Linked DNA regions of Bombyx mori: region 1 is linked to region 2. A link is a contact called in public Hi-C data. All regions are on one chromosome and are shown on one strand. Each heading gives the region's core, a stretch centred on a gene start, on an enhancer-like site or on the middle of the called end of the contact. The rest is flanking DNA. Distances are from core to core; before and after follow the strand shown. Region 1 overlaps LOC101736001 (vinculin). Region 2 overlaps LOC101746623 (protein transport protein Sec24C).

Region 1 (2,721 bases), core at 48-2,547, 100 kb after region 2:
TTACAATTAAAGTTGCGTTTTGTTTGGTATTACCATCATCAACAGTTCGATGTTTTTATTTAAACTCCAATTAAGTTTACTCCATTCAAACATCTGAAGAAGTTGTTCTGTTTTTGATATTTTTTCCAAAATTTTAAACTTTAAATGGTGTTCGGTAATATATCACTTTTTTGTCAGCATAATTCGCGTGACGCGTTAACTTTATTTCCACATCAACAGCCGCGTCACCCGGGGGCATTCATAACATTATAATTAACATTTCTTTGAATTACTTAATATTTTAACAATAAACATTTTTAAGCAACATAATCTTTAAATAACAAATTCACACCGCACCCTACAAATGGCTCTTATGTAAAATTGCAAAAATCTCGCTTAAACCCAATAGCCTTTCATCTGTCGATATAATAAAATCTGTATGAAGTCCTTCATGATGAGGAAGCCAGGGTCTGTATGTCACATATGTGTTTGGCAGGCGAGCTGATGCAGAAGCACACGTACCTGTGCGAGGACGCCATCCGCAACAACGACTCGCAGAAGATGGTGGATAACACTTCGGCTATAGCCAGGTCGGTCATCGTTCATTATCCATATATATATAAACGCTTTTGTACGGGTTATACTGCAGCTGTTTGGCATATGCTAAAGTTTTTTTTTCTTTTTAGATGGGTGGACGAGCTCACAGCCCACCTGGTGTTAAATGGTTACAGAAGCCCATAGATATCTACAACGTAAACGCGCCACCCACCTTGAGATATAAGTTCTAAGGTCTCACGTATAGTTACAACGGCTGCCCCACCCTTCAAACCGAAACGCATTACTGCTTCACGGCAGAAATAGGCAGGGTGGTGGTACCTACCCGTGCGGACTCACAAGAGGTTCTACCACCAGTTATTCACAAGAGGTTCTACCACCAGTTCCGCGAAGTACGGATCTTGCTAGGGCCAGTGTTAACAACAACGTCAGGTCTGAGCCCCGTGAGTTCACTTACTAGTTCGGTGACGCTGATATGGTCTCTCTGGACCATCAACTTGGGTAGGATAACAAAAAAAAAGGTAACAGAGTTGTTCTCCATCGACTCGGCATGTGCGCAGGCTGGCCAACCGCGTGCTGCTGGTGGGCGGGTCGGAGCGCGACAACACGGAGGACGGCGAGTTCGCCCGCGCGCTGGACGCCGCCCACCGCCGCCTGCAGGCCGCCATCCCCGCCGCCGTGCGCAGGGCCAAGGGCGTGGCGCAGGCAGACCGCGCGCAGCTGCCGCACTGGAGGGCCGCCAACGCAGAGGCATGCACACCTGTCTACTTGGCAGCCCTACCCTACCTTACTAACTAGATCCGCCCAGAATACCTGACAGCCCTACCCTACCTTACTAAGTAGATCCGCCGAGAAATGCAGTGGGATAGTTTGCTCGTGGACGATGACCGGTGCTTGAAGGTCCTAAAAGCACTGAGAGTGAACCCGGGGGATCCGACAAGACATATTTCAGGCGACGGCGGCTTTGCCTTGTCCCGTCGCCTGGTTCGGATATGACCTGGCACTTGTCATATTATTATGCCATGTCCTCAACTAATTTTTTTTTTTTAAGAGATTTTATGACCTGGTAACTAAGACCTTTAAGTCATGTCTTATTTTATTTTATTTTCTTAATTTTATGAAAAATGATAATATGGAGTGAAATGAAATGAAGATGATTAATTTGAGACATTAATCAACTGGGATGAAATTTAATGAAATGAGATGATATGGGATGAAATATAATCGCAGTAAAATGGTGGTCATTTACTGAGATTTTTTCAGTGGACTTTTTGGAGGAACCCGAGAAGTTACGTCCAGCAGCTTTGTTTCATTCTCCCACATTTGTGCACTTTCACAGATATTAAACAGTTAATAAACCACCATTATTACACATTTAAACCTGAAGAAACACTAAATAGACAAAATAAAACAAATCACACAACTTCACTCCTCGCGTTCCCGCCAAAAAGTCCTGTCCTCAACTATAAACAAATATTGCCACAGATAATTAAAGCAGCGAGCGAAATGGAATCGGCACTGGGGCAGCACTACGCTCCCCCGCCCCCGCCGCCCCCGCCCCCGGTCCCCGCGCCAGTGGAGGACAATCTTAGCAGGCTGACGTCACGCCTGGAGGTGTCGGCGCCGCCGCGCCCCCCGCCGCCCTCAGCCGCCGCCCCGCCGCGCCCCCCGCCCCCCGCTGACACTGACGACGAGGGGGAGGACATCTTCAGGAGACAACCGCATCCCAGCCAACCTATACTGGTCACTATTATATATTCATTTGTAATACTAGGTGCATTAAGGGCTACCAAGTCGTCGAATTCTCAACGGTCCTTAATAGACATTTAACCGGACTCTGGTTCTGGTTCTGTCTCGCGCTGATGCTTCATGTTATCAAGTGGTCACGGTGGCTGCAAATGTACCAATACGACGAGAGTATCATGCGTGCACTGCAGGACAGCACTACGCGAGTAGCTCCATCGACACGCCGGTACAGTGTGCTTAGTGCGAGTGTTTTAACATTCTCCATAGCGTTAAAGTTAACTCAAGTTTGTATGCAGTTAGAACAGCGCCCCTAGCGGCAAACGTAGGCAAACGTTGAGTTAACTTTTACGCTATCGAGAACCTTAAAAAACTAAGCACACTGATAATAAGTCCCCACTCCTTAAGCACGGTGACCTCGTAGGAGTTTCATTCCCCCACCCG
Region 2 (2,872 bases), core at 178-2,677:
TACCTACAGTCAGCTCTTCGAGGGCGCCGGACTAGAGCAGCGGTCGGGGGAGCGGGATAAATTACCCCAAATGGGGTAAAATGCAATTTTGGGGGGTAAAAATGAAACTTTTGTGAGTAAAAAGTATATATTGAAGTGAAACTTCTTTAGAATCGTTGTGATTTCAAACTCAAAACAAGAAATTATCATTTACTTGTATTTTATGTGGGGGCGATTTTTTTCTTCAACTGTATATTACATATATTACTATTATTAGCGTTTTGTATTACAAGGTATTACATTGATAAATTGAACAAATTATGTTTAAATTAAATTTTTAGTTATTGTTTACTTTTCAAAATTATCATGGGGGCTATAATATGAAAAATACTAAAAAGAAGCGATTTCGTTTTTTTTCTGTTCTTCGCCATGGGGTAATATCAACTTACACAAAAATATTTTGGGGTAATAATTAAAAAAGTTCCCAGACCACTGGGCCAGAGGCTTCGAAGCACTTCTTCTATATCGTTCCGTCACTGCTGAGGATCGCGACCACGTGTGACGTTCCTCCACTGTGTTCGATCATGGGTGGCAATAACCGAAGCACTAGACCCACTGTATCACTGACATTGCTGATGTCCATGGACAACGGAGTCCACTCACTTGACCAATCAAGCTGGTCACATACCTGCTTGTACTGCAATACAGTATGATTGTGGTCCAGTGCCTGAGTTGGATATTTTTACTTTTAGGTTAGTTACGTTTATAAAAATGATCAAGGGCATCCTCCAGTTCAGTAGTGTAATTGTTTAATTTTATATTGTGAATAAAATTATTTCCTTACATTATAAGTTAGATTAGTTTTAAGTGGTCGTGTTGTTCTGTCGTATAATTGTAAGGAACGTTGTTGTACTAATTCAGCACTATGTCTTGTTTTGTCGTGCGCACGTAACTTATGTTGCAAGCCAGATTTTGTTTCTTTTTACTTGTGTTTTTTTTATGTATATTTTTAGCTTGTAATGTGTATTGTGAGCCTAACAAATAAATAAAAAAATTAAAAAATAAATCAATAGATAATGATCCATATAAATGTCAGTTACAGTGATTTCTTAAAAATTAATTAGTAAGGACACAGTTATAAAAGAAAACTACAACAACATATATACTACATACGATTGAAATACGGCACTACGAGCAAATTCTGTGAACCTCTCTGCAATTATTCAGAAAAGGTACATCTAATCTTGAGAATATGCTTGTCTGTACTGCAATATAGTACGATTGTGGTCCAGGGTGCAGGTCCAGGAGGGGGAGGGGGGTTGGGGGGCGTCCCCGTGCTCACCCGCATGCAGAGGCGGCGTGCGTCGCGCGCGTGCTCGATCTGTGCGCGCACGGTACGGCTGATGGGCGTGTCGAGGACGGGCAGCTCGTAGACCGTGGGCTCGATCTGTTGAGGGGAGCTCACGCCGAACACGTCGCGCACGAACTCGGCGGGCGCCTGGGACCCCACCCACAGCAACATGTGCACGCCGTTCTCTATCACGGGGAACCATTACTCACTATATAGCCCTCGATAACCAGGGCAACAATTACTGGTGGTAGGACCTCTTGTGAGTCCGCGCGGGTAGGTACAACCGCCCTAGCTATTTCTGCCGTGAATCAGTAATGCGTTTCGGTTTGATGGGCGGGGCAGCCGTTGTAACTATACTTGAGACCTTAGAACTTATATCGCAAGGTGGGTGGCGCATTTACGTCGTAGATGTCTATGGGCTCCAGTAACCACTTAACAACAGGCGGACTGTGAGCTCGTCCACCCATCGTAGCAATAAAAAAAAAACAAAAAAAAAATACCAGTTACAGTAGATTGGGAGGAATACGGACAAATCTGGGATGTCACAATACTTTTATTGGGTTGTTACAGATTTAACTTTGTTGCACTGAAAATTACTTTTATTTAGTGTTTAACAATATTAAATAGTTTAATTTAGTCATTAAAGTTTTGTAACTCATTAAAGATAATAAAAAGTTAATTACTTAAAGTTAGGTACCTACCTAACAACAAAATAGTGCTAGCCCTATTGTCCCCATACGCCAAGGTGAATCGGGTCAAGCTAGTTTTCTCAGTTTTTGTGTATATTTTGTAATGAATTATGTATAATAACGTATCGTATCTAAAAATTTAAGCCTTCGGAACCATTAAAAAAAACCATTGAAAATTTGTGTTGGATTTGGAAAGGGTCCCAATTCCATTTTACGGCAATAAAAGAGATAAATGTACTATAAGCGAATGAACGACCAATATATGATTATTCAAAGTTCCATCCACGTGACGTCATTTGAGCTCATGAACATCGGATGTGATAACGAAAGGAGTATCTATATATTAATACGTGAAGGAAAAACTTTGTATCCCTTTTTACGAAAATTGCGCGGACGGAGGAGTATGAAATTTCCCACACTTATAGAGAATATAGAGAAGGAGTGCAGAATGCTAATTTTTTTTAAATTATTATCTGTAAATCCACAATATTTAATATTATGATAAAATCCCTTAATATTTTACTATTTTTTAAGTATCCTTATGGTTATTAAATAAAACATTAACTGACTTAACTAAGTAACCATTGTCTGCATTGGATAATGAAATCGATAACCATTTTAACTAGCAATCAATATGATTAGGCGCGGTTGGACTGGGCACACAAGAGCATTGATTTAGTAATTATTAGAAGTAAACATTACATACCCAGTAAATATACCCCGAATTCATTCATCTTGTCTATGGAAGCCCTCAGCGGGGTGAGCTTAGCGTCCGGCGAGTCAGCCAGCTTGTGCAGCGGGAGCAGGCGAGGGTAAGTGTAGACCACGGATGTGGCCACGTCGGCGGTGAGCG

The links. A called contact is a pair of places that touch in the nucleus more often than the background predicts.
Region 1: a Hi-C map of posterior silk gland shows a contact between it and region 2, with 2.7 times the contacts expected there. The contact joins two enhancer-like sites. A contact is called at or near these places in 3 of 7 Hi-C or Micro-C datasets (middle silk gland, posterior silk gland and whole pupa).

Annotation. Positions count from the first base shown.
Region 1 is chr27:661,659-664,379 of ASM3026992v2, forward strand. LOC101736001 (vinculin) reads left to right here. Exons shown (of 25, transcript XM_038020831.2): 18 at 476-569; 19 at 1,095-1,284; 20 at 2,020-2,277. Among protein-coding and RNA genes, the nearest start is that of LOC101735325, 10 kb to the right of the region's middle. Within about 2 kb of position 1,298, at least 3 of the 8 cell types and tissues checked have open chromatin away from gene starts, as enhancers often do.
Region 2 is chr27:560,579-563,450 of ASM3026992v2, forward strand. It overlaps LOC101746623 (protein transport protein Sec24C), which reads right to left. Exons shown (of 18, transcript XM_038020809.2): 16 at 2,726-2,872; 17 at 1,322-1,515. Among protein-coding and RNA genes, the nearest start is that of LOC101746623, 18 kb to the right of the region's middle. Within about 2 kb of position 1,428, at least 2 of the 8 cell types and tissues checked have open chromatin away from gene starts, as enhancers often do.